Regions from separate parts of the Mus musculus genome. Here all the other regions are linked to region 3. The links are chromatin contacts, called in public HiChIP or PLAC-seq and promoter capture Hi-C maps. All regions are on one chromosome and are shown on one strand. Each heading gives the region's core, a stretch centred on a gene start, on an enhancer-like site or on the middle of the called end of the contact. The rest is flanking DNA. Distances are from core to core; before and after follow the strand shown. Region 1 holds the start of Oasl1 (2'-5' oligoadenylate synthetase-like 1). Region 2 holds the start of Acads (acyl-Coenzyme A dehydrogenase, short chain). Region 3 holds the start of Trpv4 (transient receptor potential cation channel, subfamily V, member 4). Region 4 holds the start of Hnf1a (HNF1 homeobox A).

Region 1 (4,603 bases), core at 999-3,498, 260 kb after region 3:
CAGACACTATTGCACAATGCCAGCAAGATTTTGCTGAAAGGACCCTGTTATAGCTGTCTCGCATGACGCTATGCCAGTGCCTGGCAAATATAGTAGTGGACGCTCACAGTCATCTATAAGATGGAATACTAGGCCCCCAATGGAGAAGCTAGAGAAAGCACCCAAGGAGCTGAAGGGGTCTGCAATCCTATAGGTGGAACAATAATATGAACTAACTAGTCCCCCCAGAGCACGTATCTCTAACTGCATATGTAGCAGAAGATGGCCTAGTCAGCTATCACTGGGAAAAGAGGCCCCTGGTACTGTAAACTTTATATGCCCCAGTACAGGGGAATGCCAGGGCCAAGAAGCGGGAGTGGGTGAGTAGGGGAGCAGGGTGGAGGGAGGGTATAGGGAACTTTTGGGATAGCATTTGAAATGTATATAAAGAAAATATCCAATTAAAAAAAAGAATTAAAAAAAAGAAAAAAATTGGGACCCAGCCCCTTTCCTTATCCGCTCTGTGCCCATCGCCCCCCTGCCCACCTCTTCCTTCCTTTTTTCTTTTTAACTTTAGATTTATCTATTTTTATAAGAGTTTTTTTTTAATTGCTATTTTCAGACATACACTAGAAGACTGCATCGGATCCCATTACAGATGATTGTGAGCCACCATGTGGTAGCTGGGAATTGAACTCAGGACCTCCTCCGACAGAGCAGTCAGTGCTCTTAACCGCTGAGCCATCTCTCCAGCCCCTCTTCTCTCTTTCTATAGACAGGTCTCATTACGCAGCCTCAGCTGACCTGGAATTCACCGTATCAACCAGTCTGGTTTCACACTTACAGAGATCCACCTGCCTCTGCCTCCCTAGGGCTGGGATTAAAGGCCTGTGCCACCACAGCCCGCTCACTGCTGCATCCTGCATGGACCGCCACACGGTGTCAGACCCATCTCCCTGCCTGTAGCATTGCTGCCGTCTATCTTTAGTACAGAAGGTGGCAGAGCGATCATGCTAGGTTCTAAGTTCTCTGCACGCCACGCTTCTGATTCACCCTGGGAAGGAGGCTGAACGGGCTCACCTGACATGTGACTTAGTGAGCCACTTCCTCTTTGTCAAACAGCATTATCACTTGGCTTCCAGAACGTTCTCCTTTCCTTCACCCTCCTGCTCTTCCTCGTTCTGCTTTGCTGAACTCTTTCAGCAACCCCAGCTCTGAATCTTTAACTACCTCAGAGCCCGGCTCCACCCACTTCTCTACACAGCCCCTGCTAGGTCTCATGTCTGTAACGATCTCTGTTAGAGGCACCTTCATTTGGGTTGTTTTGGCTTTGAAAACGTTTTATTGAGACTGTGTGTGTGGTGTTTGCGTGCTTAAATGCAAACACATTCAAGATGTTTTGTTTCCTGTTTCTATGAGATAAGAGTTTCTCTGTGTAGTCCTGGCTGTCCTGGAACTCACTCTGTAGACCAGGCTGGCCACAATCCAGGTCCTACAGTGTGTATTTCTCATATTTCACGTTTTTCACTGTTTCTCGCCATATTCCAGGTCCTACCGTGTGTTTCTCTTTTTGCACGTTTTTCAGTGTTTCTCGCCATATTTCATGTCCTACCATATGAGTTTCTCTTTTCCTCGTTTCACACCATATTGCCACGCCTAATGACCCAAGTATGGGTCCTAAAATCCACGTGCGGTGGAAGCAGACAACAGGCCCCTGCAGGTTTTACTCTGACCCCCACATTTGTGCCATGACATGCGTCCCCCTCCTAAAAAAAAACCCAAAATACATAAATATAATTTTCTCATATAAATATATGTAAATATAAAGTAAATAAAATATAAATAAAAATTTAAATCTTTTAAATGAAATATACTAACTTTTATATAAATATAATAATAATTCTTTGAAATAAAATAAAGAAAAAGCATCTGACAACCTCAAAGTGTCCTTCTGATTCCAGATTCCTCATTCCTTACCACAGCCATGACTAGGCTCTTTCTCTTTCCAAACCTCAGTTTCCCTATGACGGGTCGGGGCAGTTGGCCTAAGTCATCCAGACAAGGTGTCTCTGGAAGGTCAGACTCAAGCCAATTTCAGTTTACAAACGTCACAAAAGAGAAACTACAAATGTTGAGAATCGAAACTTAACAGCACAAAAGTTGGCCCCATGCCAACCCTGTTAAGGCGGTCCAGACCGGCCAACCCCAGCCTCTGGTCCCTCGGCACACCTACCATGACAATAAATCTCCAAGGAGGGGACCCCCCCATAGAGCCATGCTCCCAAGCTTCTCTCTTCACCCCCCTTTCCGCCATTGGGTGCCAGAGGTCAGCTGGAAAGGAGCCGCCTTAAAAAAGGAGGAGGTGAGTACCGGCAGCTGGATGGGTGCTTGGCTATATAGCCCTGCGCCTGCCTGAGGTAGCTGACGGTCAGTTTGTAGCCATGGCAGTCGCCCAGGAGCTGTACGGCTTCCCGGCCTCCAAGCTGGACTCCTTTGTGGCTCAGTGGCTGCAGCCAACCAGAGAGTGGAAAGAAGAGGTCCTGGAGACCGTGCAGACAGTGGAGCAGTTCCTGAGGCAGGAGAATTTCCGTGAAGATCGTGGCCCGGCTCGGGATGTGCGCGTGCTCAAGGTACTCAAGGTAAGACTGGACTTCACCATTCCCAGCCAGGACAGGGCAAACCCCAGTGCCAGGGAGTCCCCTCGCCTCGTGATCCCTAGTTCACGCTTCTGACATCTCGAGACAGCCCCGCGAGCCTTGAGCAGAATGAACTACTAAAGAAGATAATAAAAGACCACCTCTGGAGAAAATGGTAGGGAAAGCCTGCATATTCTATCATTAAAACTTATACTCTGAGAGATAGATACCATTCTTGTCCCATTTTACAGATGAGCCTAACAAAGGCTCCACAATGTCAGAGCTACAGTGACCACATGCAATGCAAGGCCTCTAGTTGGATCCTGACATGTAATTTGTAAATAACAATTTTTGAGAGCCTGACTTGGGGGCCCATTCTTGCAACCCCAGCATGTGGGAGGTAGAGAAGCAAGAGGATGGTTGGTTCACAGCCTAGGTTACATATCACAGAACAACACACACACACACACACACATACACACACACACACACACACACACACCACAGACAGACAGAGACACAGAGAGAGTGTGAGTTTGGGGATGAGTGGTAAATGTTTAATATGACCTGCATTTTGGTAAGAAAACTGCCGTTTGTCAAGTTAAATCGCACCTACTGGGGTGGGGAACTCTCTTTAGGGGGACACATGCTATGCTGTATTGGGGCAAAGCTCCTTGCTGTCCGCTACTCACTTTAAAGTGATTGAGATGACACAAATGCGGGATCTGTGGATGTGGCTCAAGGCTAGAGTGAAAGCCTAGCATGTACAAAAGAAAGACAGTCACCGATGTGGCAAGTTTAGATGTGCTGGCTGCCTGGATGGTATCTTCTTCCTAATTTTTTCCACGTTTTAATATTTTGATAACTGAAAGACTCTTAAAATGGAGGCTGAGAGTAGCCATTGGGCTTGTTCAGAGATGTAACTGCTGACGTCAGAGCTGGGATTTGAACCCGGCTACTCAAACGGTGACCCAAGTTTCTCACTAATATTTTTTTTTCCTCCTTAAATCCTTCTTCCAACTGCCACCCCTACCCCCTAGCTGAGCTAAGGATCACAGGTTCAACAGACCCTGGAAGGGGGTGGGGCAAGGGCTGAGTGTAGCTGCTCAAACTTATTATCCCAGCCCTGCAGAGGCAGAGACAAGAGAACCACTAGGCCTACCAACCAGTCTCCTTGGCCTATCAGTCTAGCCAAATCTGCAAGCCCTAGGGCACAGTAGAATACCCTGTGTCAAAAAAACCAAATGAGCAGCCTAAAGAACAATACCCAAGGTTGCCCTCTGATCTCCACACACAAGTGTGCACTAGTGCAGGATGCACACATGCGCACACACACAGCTTTGGAGAAGAACTAACCTCAGCCAATTGTTCATTTAAATGTTAAGGAGATTGACACCTGAAGAGGTTGACACATCTTAATGCCATAGCCCAAGTGGTTGCAGCATCTAGACTAGAATTAGGACTGGATTCCCAGCCTGAGATTTTAAACTTGCGCTACTGGGTTGAATTTTGAAGTCTTGAGCTTCAGGTCACATGATTTAGAAGTGACAGCCATAGTTTTGTCACCACACAGAGAGGATTTGAGTCTGGGCTCTTCCTCTCACCAGCTGTGTGACTCTGATCATCCTGTCTCATGTCTCAAGTCCTTGGTCTGCTCCTCTATGATGGCAGCATCCCAAACATCGTGTTCCATTTCCCAACACTGAGGCCATGCAGCCTAAAGGTTAGCTCAGGGTAAAGTCTTAGAAACAAGGGTTTCATTATGATACTTGCCTGGGGCTTTTTCCTGGCTGCTGGGAGTCTCTGGGGGCAAGGCTGTACTCTAGATCACTCCCTCCCTGATATACCTAAGGAAAAAAATATGTAGAACAAGTATCTAGATAGAAGAAAGACTCACCAAATTAAGTTTTGGCAGCTGCAGATGCTAACTGCTAAGCCTCATTTCTCCTCCCCTTAACCCACTAAATGATAGTCATGCCTACAAAGCA
Region 2 (4,087 bases), core at 974-3,473, 460 kb after region 3:
AAAAAAACACACACACACAAGAGGCAAGGGCAGGGCGAGTTCAGTGTGTCTGAGGCCGGTCAGGGTTGCACACTCAGAGCCTGTCTCAGGAAAACCAAAGAGGGGCTGCAGAAACGGCGCGGAGGTTAAGAGCACTTGCTGCTTTTGCAGGGGACCAGGGTTCAATTCCCAGCACCCATAACTGCTTGTAACTCCAGTTTCAGGACATATGGTGACAGGCCAGGCATGCACATAAAATCCAGACAAACAGGCACACATAGATGCACTTAGTTAATAAATGCATCTTCTTAAAAAGTTGGCACATCTTGGCTAGGGGCCAGATGCTGAACATTCAGAGTATGTTCTGAGCTTCCTACCAGAGGTCGTGGCGCCCCTGGCTGCCGCCTCTGGACACTGTGAGCCACTCTGAGCCACACACTCACAGTGAGGCTGCTGCACTCACCTGAGCTGTGGGGAAGAGATGCTCCCTGTCCAGCTGGGCCGCAATGGGGACCAACTCCTTCTCGGCAAAGTCACGGCATGTCTGACGCAACATCTGGTGTGTCTCAGGCAGCTCCACAGACTGGTAAACAGTGTGTAACCGTCGCCAGTCCCGAACACCGAGAGCTATCAGAGGATGATCCGAGTTAGGGAAGGACAGTGTGAAAGATCTTAAGACTCCTTTCTCTTTATGTGTCTGTGAGTCTGTGTTTATGTATGTACACATGCATGCAGGTACCCACAGAGGCCAGAGGAGGGCGTCAGATCCCCTGGACCTTACAGGGGATTAGGAGCTGCCCAACATGGGCGCTGGGATCTGAACTCAGATCTTCTGTAAGAAGAACAAACGCTGAGGTAGCCTGGAGTTCAGGCTAGCCTATGCAATAAGTCAAGATTTCATTCATCCCAGGGTCTGGAGGAATGGTTCAGCAGTTAAGAGCACTTGTTGCTCTTTCAGAGGAACCAGGCTACAGAGTGGCTAATTGTCTGTAATGAAAGGTCCAGAGGATCCAACACACTCTTCTGGCCTCTGTGGGACACGGCACACTTATGCAGGCACACATGCAGGCAAAGCACTCATACAAATAAAAATAAAAATAAACTTTTAAGAAAAAAAAAGAGCACCACTCCACCCCCCCACCCCCCACCCCCCCACCCCTGTCTCAATAGAAAAAAAAAAAAATGTATTGATACAATGTCAACAGAGTGTTACAGAAAAGCCCAGGCTAACTGAATGCTTAACTGCTCGCTAAACACTTCCTCCATATAATCCCATTTACAACACCTCGGAAATGGATTTTAAGTTTCACTGGGTCTGGGGTCTGGGAGTTCTATAAAATGTGGACAAGAACAGAACTCAGCTCCCGGCAGTGGAAAGATTAAAGAAGTACTTAATGGCTTATTTAACACTGATCTAATTGTTAATGTGACTCTGGATTAGCCAAAGGAAGCGGTGGCCATAGTGTCAGGGCTGCTGCACAGGAGAGGAAACACTATTAAAAATAAGTATGCCGGGCGTGGTGGCTCACGCCTTTAATCCCAGCACTCAGGAGGCAGAGGCAGGCGGATTTCTGGCTGGTCTACAAAGTGAGTTCCAGGACAGCCAAGGCTATACAGAGAAACCCTGTCTCGAAAAACAAAACAAAAACAAACAAACAAAAAAGTAAATGCTAACGTTAAGAAAACACGTTAGATGCCAACCACGATGCATCCTGTGATTTAATAGAGCTCTGAGGATGGAAACAGTTGACACTTGGACCACTTGATGCAGAGAGGTTGAGAGTTATGTCCAAGGTCATAGGTCGGAGTTAAATGCCAAGCCCCTCCCCCCACCCCCCGCCATGAAGGACCAACTCACCCAGAACCTCAGCTAGGACTGAAATGGCGTAAGGGGTGTGGATAGGGCCGCATAAGGGGAGCTGGCGATGAGGGACCCGCGGGAAAAGCGCCGAGCAGGAGCCCGGATCCCTCAGAGTCTGGGCCTTGCACCGGCCAGAGGCTACCAAACTAGGACAAAGGCCACGCGCAGCCACTGGGTGCTGCCCACTCGTCTGCCCGGGGCCACAGCAGGACCGGCCGCCAGGATCTCCGCCCTGTGACCCGCCCTGGGGCTCCGCACTCACCTCTACGGAGAGGGCCACGGGCCCGGGCGAGCAAGGCGGCAGCCATGGGCACAGACCTCCAGGACCTCCTGCAGCAGCTCTGGAGTTCCGGACGGCAGGGGCAGGGCCTGGGCCACGCCCACACGGCTGCAGGGGCGGGGCCGGCGCCGAGCCCGGGCCACGCCCACCGGGCCGCAGGGGCAGGCCTGAGACAGGCTCACGACCTAGGGTCCGGGCCTCACCCAGGAAGTCAACTTAATTCCAGCGACTTCTGAGCCTGAGGCAGAATTGCAGGTTCTCCCTGTATTACGGAGTAAATTCAAGCCCAGCTTGGGCAACTTTGCAGTATCTTCAAAATGAAAGTTTAAAGAGGGCGTGAGGAGGTCCTCCCTGCCTAGCAGACATAAGGCGCTGGGTTCAGTTTTAGGGAGAGAAGAGAAGAGCTAGCACCTACTCCTGCCCACCCACTTCTGCATCCTGTCAGCTGTCAGCGTAATCCCTGGCTCCCTGACCATCTTTGCTCGGCCACACAAGGCAGGCAGCTTTTGCCCTCTTGCCTGGATTTCATGCTACCATTCCTAGCCCACAGTTTTACATCCAGCCTTTTATTTTACTTATTTATTTACTATTCATCTCTCACACTAGTCTGTGGATTCCAAAAGGGCTGGAAGGGGGCTGGTGAGATGGCTCAGTGGGTAAGAGCACCCGACTGCTCTTCCGAAGGTCCAGAGTTCAAATCCCAGCAACCACATGGTGGCTCACAACCATCCGTAATGAGATCTGACTCCCTCTTCTGGAGTGTATGAAGACAGCTACAGTGTATGTACATAAAATAATAAAATAAATCTTTAAAACAAAACAAAACAAAAAACAAAAAGCCTGGAAGGCTCAGTATCTAGCCCATTGCATGGGGATGCTGGGCAGGAAGATTCCCTCCAGCCCTCAGATGTGAATGTGAAACAGAGCTACTGTCTTCTGCACCTCGTGGGGGGGGGGGGGGCAGAGCCCTGCTGGGAGTAGGGGTACTGCCCATTAACTCCAAGGGTTGAGGGTTGAGTCCTAGCACCCTCAGAACAACTTCGCTCGGTCCCAGAGACTGTCAGTGTCATTAGCTCCCTGGTTTACATGCACCCTACATATCTGCTCACTGAACTTCACAGCCCACCACTACCTAGAAAACAATACACTGAAGAGAGGGTGGTAGTTTAGACTGCAAATGATCCCATCTGTCCATTTCTTCCCCCACCCCCAAAGTCTGGAACTGCCTTTAAAGGGGGGGGGGGGCTTTCAAATAACGTGCTGACTCTTTGCCCAATCCTCTGGTCATCCATCCGTCTTCCCTACCTGGTCACCAGACAGAACCGGATGGAAGACGAAAGAGAGACACTGGAGCCTGAGAGGTGGTGCAGAGGGTAGACTTCACATGTGAGCATGACCTGAGTTGGAACCCCAGCATCCATTTGACCTGGGTGCAGGATTCCATCCGATGGGGACTGCAAAGACAAGGATTCTGGGAGCTCACTGACATCCAGTCTAAAGGGGCTGGTGAGTTCCTGCTTCAGTAAGAAAAAACTGTCTCCAAAAACGAGACAGCTGCCAGGCTCTAATGGTGACATGACTTTAATCCTAGACCTGGAGGCAGAGGCGACTGGGTCTCTGTGAGTTCCAGGCCAGCCTGGTCTACAAAGTAAGTTCCAAAATAGCCAGGGCTACACAGAGAAATCATCTCTCAAAAAAACAAAAACAAAAAAAACCCAAAACAATAGATGACCAGGCCAGGTGGTCCACAGGGCCTGGCTAGCCTGGAACTTGCCATTAAAGACTAGAGACAAGCCTTGAACTCACAGAGTTGAGTGTGGGAATTACAGGCAGGTGCCACCACTCAAACCCATGTCTTTGAAGGTTTGTTTTGGTTTGGTTTGGTTTTGGTTTTGGTTTTTTAAGGGGCCTGGAAAATGGCTCAGTGAGCAAAGGCACTTGCTGCCAAGGCCGATGACGTCAGTTCT
Region 3 (4,406 bases), core at 477-2,976:
ACTAGGCCAATCTCAATCTAAGGGGCCAGCATCCTGTGGTACCGAGCTTCCAAGAAGCCCCTACTGGGGACAGGGAAGCAGGTGAGGGCCAGAAGAGGAGGAGGCCTTCCTTCTTGGACATACGGCATCTGGATTTCCTCGAAAGTCCAGGCACCTTCTCGGGGCTCAGAGGAATCCTCCACCCAGGCACACCTCAGACTCCAGTGGATCTCACACAAATGTCCTCTGATGCCACCATCCCTTCTGGCTTCAAAGAGAGTCTGAGCAAAGCCAAGAAGGATGTTTGCCAATTGTGGGGAGCCCCTGCTCCCAGAGATGTCCGAAAAAATCAAGAAGGAGGGGGGAGGTCTCCCTTGGTCTTCTCTACAGCAGACAGGAGGAAGGCATTAAAACGGCCTTTTCGCCAGGCAGTGGTGGTGCATGCCTTTAATCCCAGCACTTGGGAGGCAGAGGCGGGTAGATTTCTGAGTTTGAGGCCACACTGGTCTACAAAGTGAGTTCCAGGACAGCCAGGACTGCACAGAGAAACCCTGTCTCGAAAAAAACCAATAAATAAATACATACATAAATAAATGCATAAATAAATAAAATAAAATGGCCCTTTCCTATTCTCTGTCAAGACAGTGTGGAAATGGAATGGCCAGCTCAAACTGCTGCGGCAAACCCCTCCAGGGCTCCCTCAACAGCCCCAGAATGTGTTCCCATAACAATATTAAAGAAGTACTGCGGTTCAGGCAGCTAGGGGACTAGACCAAGGTCACACCGCAGAGGAGGGCAGAGCATGCCCAGAGTCCACCCAGACTGTGCTCCTAACATAGTGATGACTGACAGACACCTCACCTTGGGCAGCACCAGGCCTGAGCTGTCCCCACATGGCCAACAGCCAAGGCATTCGGGCTCAGCTCTGCCAGGATTTCTTACCTCGCTGAACAAAGATCACATGCGATGTGCGCTCAGAAGTACAAGGTTCGTGCCACCCCCTCCCCAGTCCGGGCTGAGGACTTCATCCCTCGGTACTTCCTAACCCGGGCTGTGGACAGGCCAGTGGGGAGGGTTTTCAAAGCAGCCAGCCAGCGCCCAGGTTTCAGCTCACTAGGCTCCATCCTTACCCCCAAGCCTGGGTTTCTTCATCTACACAGGGGACGGGGCACGGCTGGGCTGGGCCCTTCTGGAATGGAAGACAGTCCCAAGGGAGTCTGAAGTTGGATTTTTCAGTCAAATGGGGAGTTTGGAAATCTCTTCCTGTCCTAGGAGGCCACTTCGAGTCTCCAGGGTAAAACTAAGGTTAAAGTTTTGCATCCTCTCCCCGGCGGGGCCATCTCTCTGAAACTCCAAAAAGCAGCCCTGGAAGCTGCGGGCGCGCAGTTCCCTCCCACGCGCCCATCCCTGCCACGCGCCCTACCTAAGTGGAGCTGGTCCGGGGTAGGTGGCCGCCCCTGGCCTTTGGTTTCGGGACTCGGGTCTAGGTGACCTAGATCTGCACCACACTCCCCCAATCCCAGGTCGGCGCCCAATCCACAGGTGACTTTCGTGGTGGCGTCGCCTCCCGCTATCCCGCGCGCGGCGGGGACGGCGAACCTCGAACCCCGTCATTGGGAGGGGTCGCGAGGAACTCGCGGATCCCTTCCCCGGAGCAGCCCCACTCACCTCAGGACGCGGGCGCAGCGCCGCCGCTTCCTGATCCCTCCGGCCGCGTCCTCCTCCTGCTGCGCTTCGGCCGCGCCGCCCCGCGGGGTCCCGCCCACCCGCGCCCGCCCACCCCAGGGTCCTCCCCGGCCTGCGCGCCGCCACCTGGCTCGGTGCCTCGCTCTTCCATTCATCCCTGGTTCCTGCGCCCAGGCCGTCGCCTGCCCAGCCCGGGAACCCGCTTGCCCGGCAGCTCACACCCATCAAAGGCTGGTAGAAAAAAGCCCGCGAGGCACACCGGGCACTGGAGAGGACTCCCCGCCACCCACCCACACACTACCCACCAAGCCACGGCTCTCCTTAAGTCTGAACCTCAGAGTCTCCATTCTGAACCTCCACCTATAGCCATCATCCGGAAGATGCTAGGGGCACCAGGTCTTTACAGAGCCCCTAACATCACCGTTCCTTTTCCTAGGCTGGGTGGGGGACTGCCTTGGTGAGCCTAGCGACTTCCTTGCGGTCCTTGTTCAGCCTGCCCGCAGCACAGTACTAGGGATGACCAGCCTGGGCAAACAGCAGGCCGGGGGGTGGGGTTGGGGGTGGGGTGTAGAAAGAAGGATTGAAGGGGCCTAAATAAAAACCAACATGGCGACCAACTTAAATCTTAATAGCTAACTCACTAATTAAGCTGTGTGTTTGGAGCGGGGTGGCATTGGCAAGTAAACCTCTTTTAACTGAGCCTGAGGTGAGCTGGGCCCACTTACAGTTGGGAAACAGGCCTGGATAGGAGGGTGGGCCTCCGCAAGCCACTGCCTTGGGGTGGGGAAAGAACATCGCTATTTGGGTGGCCGTGGTCTCCAGCAGAGTGAGCTGGCAGCTGTCTGGCAGCCGTGAGGGGGTGTGCGCGATGCCCCCTTACCTCCCCGACAGGAAGCCTGAAGCTCAGGCCTTTCACACCTGAAGTTGGGGCTGAACGGAGGCTGAGGCATCCATCAAAGAGGCTGACTTGTTCTTCAGGGTGGGGAGGAAAGAACCCTCAGCACTTAGTTGCCTTGCTCACCCAGTCCCATCTCACAGACTGGGAAACTGAGGCTCCCATGCAAAAGAGACTGTGGCTCGGCCTAGGAGGCTGGTGATTGACAGCTACAAGGACACCCGGATAAAAATTCTGCCCTGCCACAGATTAGGTAATGCCCCTACGTGGATGCTTGGGGTTCTTCAAGAGGACCCTGAATCTAGTCAACAGGGCCAACACCTGGGCTTAGCAGATGCTTTTACAAGCTTGGGTTGAGGGCCCTGGCCTGGGAGATGGCTCAGTTTGGTAAAGTGCCTGCCGGGTAAACTCGAGGCCTTGAGTTCAGCCACCAGAATCCAGATTTTAAAAAATCCCCAATGTGGTTCCACACATTCACGATCTCAGTGCTAAGAAAGTAGGGGCAGGCAGATCCCGGGGGCTCAGAGACCCTGCCAAAACACAGCGTGGATGACCCTGAGAAACTCCTAAGGTCGACCCTCTGGCTTCCTTCCGCATCCCACACACCAAGAGCTGGTTGAACAAGGTATGCCATCCTGACACTGGGATGGCTGAGGCCAACCTGGGCTACACAGCAAGAGTCTGATGGATAGAGCCTGGGTTAGTAGAACCCAGACCTGTGAAGTTCTTGTTCACTGGGTAGAGTTTTAGCTTCACAAGAGGCAGAAAATAGAGGTGTTGGATGGTATGGTGGCTGCATAATCTGAATGTCCTCAATGTCACTGATCTGTGTCCTTAGAAGCAAGACAGGCTGGGATAGAGGGCTTGCCTAGTGTGTGGGAGTCTTTGTGTTCTGTCCCCAGCAAGACAGGCATAGGCACAGACACGCACACAGAGTGAGACACACACAGATGTACAACCACACACACACACACACACACACAGAGATGGTCTCTCTCATGTGCATGCATACTACATTCAAAGTGGTGATCTTGAGGCTGGAGAGATGGCTCAGCAGTTAAGAGCACTGGCTGTTCTTCCAGAGGTCCCGAGTTCAATTCCCAGCAGCCACGTGGTGGCTCACAACCATCCGTAATGGGATCTAATGCCCTCTCTTGACATGCAGGTGCATGGAGATACAGCACTCATATACATAATCAATCATTTTTTTAAACTGTGACCTTGGCAAACACTGGGTAGACTTACACATGGGAAGTGGAAACTCAGGAGGACAGGGTTCGTTTGTAGCATCAGGATCTTCCCAGGCAGGAGGGGGAGCAGGGAGAACAGTGTAGTGAGGTACCCAGCAAACACAAGCTAGGGACACTGAATACCTCAGGACCCCTGTTGGACTGGTGATCCTCCTGCCTCTACCTTGAAAGACAAGAGGCTGTTGATAGCAAGCAGGGATACTTTTTGCTGGGAGGGAAGAAACATTAGTGTCAGGGAGTCCCATAGAGCCTTAGGGGCAGGTGTCAGTCCTGAATCCCACACAGCTCCAGGGTGGGATGGATCACTCCTCCTCTGGGGGCTCCTGGATGGCAGCGGAGGTCTTGTGTCCTGTGCTTATGGGGTGCCCCCTGTATGCCAGGCCCAGTGTCGTGTGCTATAGAGATCCAAGAGCTGTGGAGCTTAGCACCAGGTTACAGAACAAGATAATTAGACCTCATGTGACAGTTGTCACAGCAAAGATCTGATTTATCACCAGCCCTAGACACCTCCTGCCAGTCTAGAAGGGAAAAAGCCGGCAGGCCACTTGTAGAGGATGCTATCACTGGAAGGATTTAAACTCAAGTTGCAGACCCTC
Region 4 (4,503 bases), core at 393-2,892, 310 kb after region 3:
GACTGTCCCCAAACTCCTCAGCCAGCCCTCAGGCCCCTCCACGGCGCCTTCCCTGTCTAAGCCTCAGTTTCCCTACTGTAAAGCGTGTTTATTAACCACTTCCTTCTGGGGGGGCGGTTATCTCTATATTATGGGGATTTAGGCACAGCAGAAATCCCTACAGAAAATAGCGTGCCGGGCGATAATCTCAGGGAAACTGTGGAGGCTTGGGGAATTGGGGGTGGTAGTACTCCCCACAGCCCCCAAGCTACCTTTCCCTCACTTTGGTGTTCCTGTTCGTTCTCCACCCCCAAATGGGCATCTCCCCGCCACCGTCCCGACAAGTTAATGATCACAGGCCTTATCAGAGCCTTTTGCTATTTATAAATTTATAAAACAAAAGAAATAATGGCGTGCGTGGGTAATTAGTAACCAGAACGGCTTTGCTGAGGAGAGAGACGGGGGAGGCATTGAAATCGGGACCCACTCAGCACTCCAGGAGATGGGGAGCCAGACAACAGAAGAGGGGGGTCTGGTATGGGGAGGCCTCTAACCCTGCTATCTGACCAGGCTGGGGTCAGGGGCAAGCAGCACCTGGCCATGCAGGGAAACTGCCACCTTCAGCTCCATCTGCCCCAGGTAAGAAACCCAAGCGTACCCTGCCAGATGCTTAAGGCCCTGGCGGATCAGGAAATCCCCTAAAAGCCCAACATCAGCCCGGCCTCCTCAGGGGCTTTTGGGGCCCCAAACCTGGATCTGACCCCCCCCCCAGCCAAGAAGGTGGAATTTGTGGGAGCACAAACGACCACACTGGGGAAGGATTTCTACCACCCACTAGTTCTCCAACCATTTTCTTGGGGCTGGCTTTCCTTTGTCCTCTGTTTCAAAGTGACCTCAGGCCTGTCCCTGTTTCCTAAAGGCCGGACTGCAAACAGGTGGCCCACGGATACGGGGTATGTAGGGCCAAACAGAGGGGTAGGTTCGGCAAGAAGCCCTTAACCACCAGCCTGAAGACCACAGCTCCTAAGGCCCCCTAGACGGGAAGTGAAGCTTGCCAGGAGCATAGAATGGGGCGCTATGAGTTCCTTCCTGGGTGCTGGGGACAGGTTGGGGTCCTTACTGAAGAAGTGACTCCACCACGGCTTTCTGGTGGGCTGCCTCCTCTGGGCTGAGGTTCTCCAGCTCTTTCAGAATGGGTGGCGCGAAGTCTTCCCCATCGTCATCCGTGTCATCTTCAGAGCCACGCGTTTCTCCAAGGCCATTAGGCAACTCGGTCAGGTCCCCTCGACTCCCACCGCAGGACTCCCCCTTGTCCAGGGGACCCTCTCCAACCATCAGGTAGGGCCCTGGCTCCCCCAAGGCCTGGATCAGGGCCTCTTTGCTCAGGCCAGACTCGAGCAGGGCAGCCAGGAGCTCCGTCTGCAGCTGGCTCAGCTTAGAAACCATGGCTCCGCTGCCACCAGGCCACGCGGCCCAAGGCCACTGAGCTAGCCGCCTCCCCCACCCACGGCCGGTGTCTACCTGCCGGCAGGCTGGCAGTCAACGGACCGGGCTCGCTGCACCCACTGCCCCCCCAAATCCCACTAGTCAAGCTCTGTGGGCACCCCCAGCCCCCAACCCTGGCCCCAGCGGCCAGTGAATCAGGGCCCCTGCCTGCTCTGTTTACATTGGAGCTGGGGAAATTCTCCAAGGTTCATATTTATCCGTGCGCTTAGCGAAGGGACTGAACTTTGGACTTCAGCCTTGCAAGTGCAGGCCTCATGGCGGGTGAGAGGGACCGGGACCGGGAGTCATGGCCTGCAATTGGGAGTGAGCAGAAGGGAGGGTGGGGGAGGTGGAGAGGGGCCAGGGGCGCAGGGCTAGAGGCAGCAGGAGCCAGGAGGCCTCTGGGTGCGGCGCTGGGTCCCACTCTCCAGGATGCTTTCAGCCTGGCACAGGAGAACTTTAAAAGCCTGTTTCTTTGGGCCGCTGGGACAGCAGGAAGCTCTGGGCCACTGGGCCGGTTCTCCAGGGCAGAATCAGGTCACATTTCCTGGAGTGGGTCACTGCACCCTCAGTCCTAGCCCAACATCAGACTTCCCAGGGGGGGAAAAACCCCTGTTGTCTTAGCACTTCAGACTTCTGTGTTGAGGATACTGGGTTATAATGTATTGCATCCTATCATTGTGTGATCCGAACCAGAACGTGTGTGTGTGTGTGTGTCCTGTGTGTGTGTGTCTGTGTGTGTGTGTGTGTCTGTGTGTATCTGTGTATCTAATCTATATGTGTGTGTATAACTAATCTATGTTTGTGTATGTCTCTGTGTCTTGTATGTGTCTGTGTATCTAATTTTATGTGTGTGTATATCTAATCTATGTGTGTGTGTATGTGTGTGTATCTCTCTGTGTCTGTGCACGCACACATATGTATTGGGGTTTTTTGTTTGTTTGTTTGTTTGTTTGTTTGAGACAGTCTTACGATGTAGTTCAGGCTGACCTTGAACTCCTGATTTTCCTACCTCTAGCTCCCAAGTGCTGGAATTACAGACCCGTACCACAGCCAGTTTTTAGTCTTGCTGGGGTCAAACCCAGGGCCTTGTATACTCAAGGCAAGGGCTCTACCAAGAGCCAGAACCCCAGCCCCAAATACACCATTTTAATTTTTCTCAAGTATTACTTTTGTCAGTATTACCTAATGAAAGCATTTATATATTTTTTAAATCTTTTTGTGTGTGTGTGTGTGTTCCCGAGAGTGTGTGTATGTGTGACAGCTTGGGTGTGGAGGTCGGGGAACAACTGCAGGAATCAGCTATCTCTCTCTTCCACTCTGTGGAACCCAGGCAGTCTGACTTGTCACCTGCCCAGCCCTCTTGCCTTTTGAAATGCAGCAGCTGTTAGCAGCCATAAGCATATCCCAGCATGCAGCGCACCAATCGATCAATTTAAAACACTTTCATCATCCTAAAGAAACTGTTCTCCTGAGCAGCCCATTCCTATGCAGGTCTCTAGCCCCGCCTCTGGCAGTCATGGAGGCCGGAAGTTCACTCCATCCAGAGCGCAGATCTCATTTTATCCCCTCGATAGTGAATGGTGGGTGGGGAACTTTTGCAAGGAGACCAGGCACTTTCCGGTGCATCCATAGACAGCTAATTACCTATGTTCCGCCCACGTTTTAGCTGCAGTGAGCAAGGCTTCTAGAAACATCCACATGCACTTTTTTATGTGAATATGTGCTTTCGATCCTCATTCATGTAAGAAATACGTCACCAGGCGGTGATGGCGCACACCTTTAATCCCAGCACTTGGGAGGCAGAGGCAGGCAGATTTCTGAGTTTGAGGCCAGCCTGGTCTACAGAGTGAGTTCCAGGACAGCCAGGGCTATACCCTGTCTTGAAAAGCAAAACAAAAGAGAAACAAAAACAAAAACAAATAAACAAAATACCAAAAGAAATATATCACATGGACAAGGAGTTCTGGGCCAGCCTGAGCTACATATTATAAATTAATTGCTCATTAAAAACACTGGCCAGGCGTGGTGGCACACGCCTTTAATCCCAGCACTCCGGATGCAGAGGCAGGCAGATTTCTGAGTTGGAGGCCAGCCTGGTCTACAAAGTGAGTTCTAGGACAGCCAGGTCTATACAGAGAAACCCTGTCTTGGAAAACCAAAAAAATTAAAAACAAAACAAAACAAAACAAAAAAAAACCACTGTAAGTAAAGTGTCACATTTCCATTAGGAACAGGTCCATCCTTCCCTCATCCTGGCGGGGCCCCAGGGAGCTTGGCCCTTATCTTCCCCCATGTCCTTTACCTGGTGGAGAGAGCTGCCCCTAATCTCGGCAGTTTCCAGAATCTTCAAGGTTCTTTGGAGCCAGGGTCAAGTTTTGCAGTGGGGGGGAGGCAAAGGAGGAGACCACAACCTCCAGGCCAGCAGCGGGCAAGAATGCAGTGAGAGAGCCAAGCATGTGACAGGCGACCACGCCCCCTTCCCCCACAAGTCCCTTTCCATGTAAGGTGCTCGTTCTCAGCAAAGGCCATATGTGGCTACCAACAATCGTGCCACCAACCACATGTGGCTATCAAGAAATTTTGAAATGTCTTGTGTGAAAGGGTGTTATTTTTGACAAACGGTGTTAAATTTTAAGATAGAAATAAGATGAAACGTTAAAGGGGCTAGAGACATAGCTCACTAGTAGAGCACGTCCCTGGCACACATAAATTCTGTCCCCAGCACACACATTTAAAAAAATAACGAAGTCAGGGCTGGAGAGATGGCTTAGCAGTTAAGAGCACTGGCTGCTCTATCAGAGGACCGACCCAGGTTCAATTCCTCAGCTACATGGTGGCTCGCAACTCTTTGTAACTCCTGTTCCAGGGAATTCAACGCCCTCATTCAGTCATACACACGCAAGCAAAACACTAACTCACTTAAGATGAAAAGAAATAAATTAGAAAAAAAATAACTAAGTTACAATTTAAAGCAATTTGCATGGTATTTCACTAAAATGAAATTTTATTATAATTATTATATATAATTATATATAC

The links. Promoter capture Hi-C pulls out the DNA fragments that hold promoters and counts their contacts. HiChIP or PLAC-seq counts read pairs in DNA pulled down with a chosen protein or histone mark. Capture Hi-C pulls out chosen DNA fragments and counts their contacts.
Region 1: a contact with region 3 is called in a promoter capture Hi-C map of adipose tissue. The contact joins the promoter of Oasl1 here to the promoter of Trpv4 in region 3. A contact is called at or near these places in 7 of 39 promoter capture datasets (the HPC-7 cell line, cranial neural crest, embryonic stem cells and 2 more), 1 of 484 Hi-C or Micro-C datasets (B cells), 4 of 115 datasets of contacts at active chromatin or transcription factors (bone marrow-derived dendritic cells, embryonic stem cells, large pre-B cells and 1 more) and 2 of 9 other capture datasets (adipose tissue and pancreatic islet).
Region 2: a contact with region 3 is called in a promoter capture Hi-C map of embryonic stem cells, with 2.4 times the contacts expected there. The contact joins the promoter of Acads here to the promoter of Trpv4 in region 3. A contact is called at or near these places in 5 of 39 promoter capture datasets (the 3T3-L1 cell line, embryonic stem cells, liver and 2 more), 1 of 115 datasets of contacts at active chromatin or transcription factors (pancreatic cancer cells) and 1 of 9 other capture datasets (liver).
Region 4: a contact with region 3 is called in a FOXA1 HiChIP or PLAC-seq map of pancreatic cancer cells. The contact joins the promoter of Hnf1a here to the promoter of Trpv4 in region 3. A contact is called at or near these places in 2 of 39 promoter capture datasets (embryonic stem cells and pre-B cells), 2 of 484 Hi-C or Micro-C datasets (the Ba/F3 cell line and embryonic fibroblasts) and 1 of 115 datasets of contacts at active chromatin or transcription factors (pancreatic cancer cells).

What each region holds. Positions count from the first base shown.
Region 1 is chr5:114,920,992-114,925,594 of GRCm38.p6, forward strand. It overlaps Oasl1 (2'-5' oligoadenylate synthetase-like 1), which reads left to right and starts at 2,249. Exons shown (of 6, transcript NM_001359945.1): 1 at 2,249-2,618. The coding sequence starts at 2,421. Gm13822 (predicted gene 13822) reads right to left here and starts at 1,270. Exons shown (of 2, transcript NR_166682.1): 1 at 1,060-1,270.
Region 2 is chr5:115,117,123-115,121,209 of GRCm38.p6, forward strand. It overlaps Acads (acyl-Coenzyme A dehydrogenase, short chain), which reads right to left and starts at 2,224. Exons shown (of 10, transcript NM_007383.3): 1 at 2,103-2,224; 2 at 443-606. The coding sequence starts at 2,148.
Region 3 is chr5:114,656,695-114,661,100 of GRCm38.p6, forward strand. It overlaps Trpv4 (transient receptor potential cation channel, subfamily V, member 4), which reads right to left and starts at 1,727. Exons shown (of 16, transcript NM_022017.3): 1 at 1,648-1,727.
Region 4 is chr5:114,969,420-114,973,922 of GRCm38.p6, forward strand. It overlaps Hnf1a (HNF1 homeobox A), which reads right to left and starts at 1,643. Exons shown (of 10, transcript NM_009327.3): 1 at 1,100-1,643. The coding sequence starts at 1,425. Hnf1aos1 (a long non-coding RNA gene) reads left to right here. Exons shown (of 6, transcript XR_878697.3): 1 at 1-618.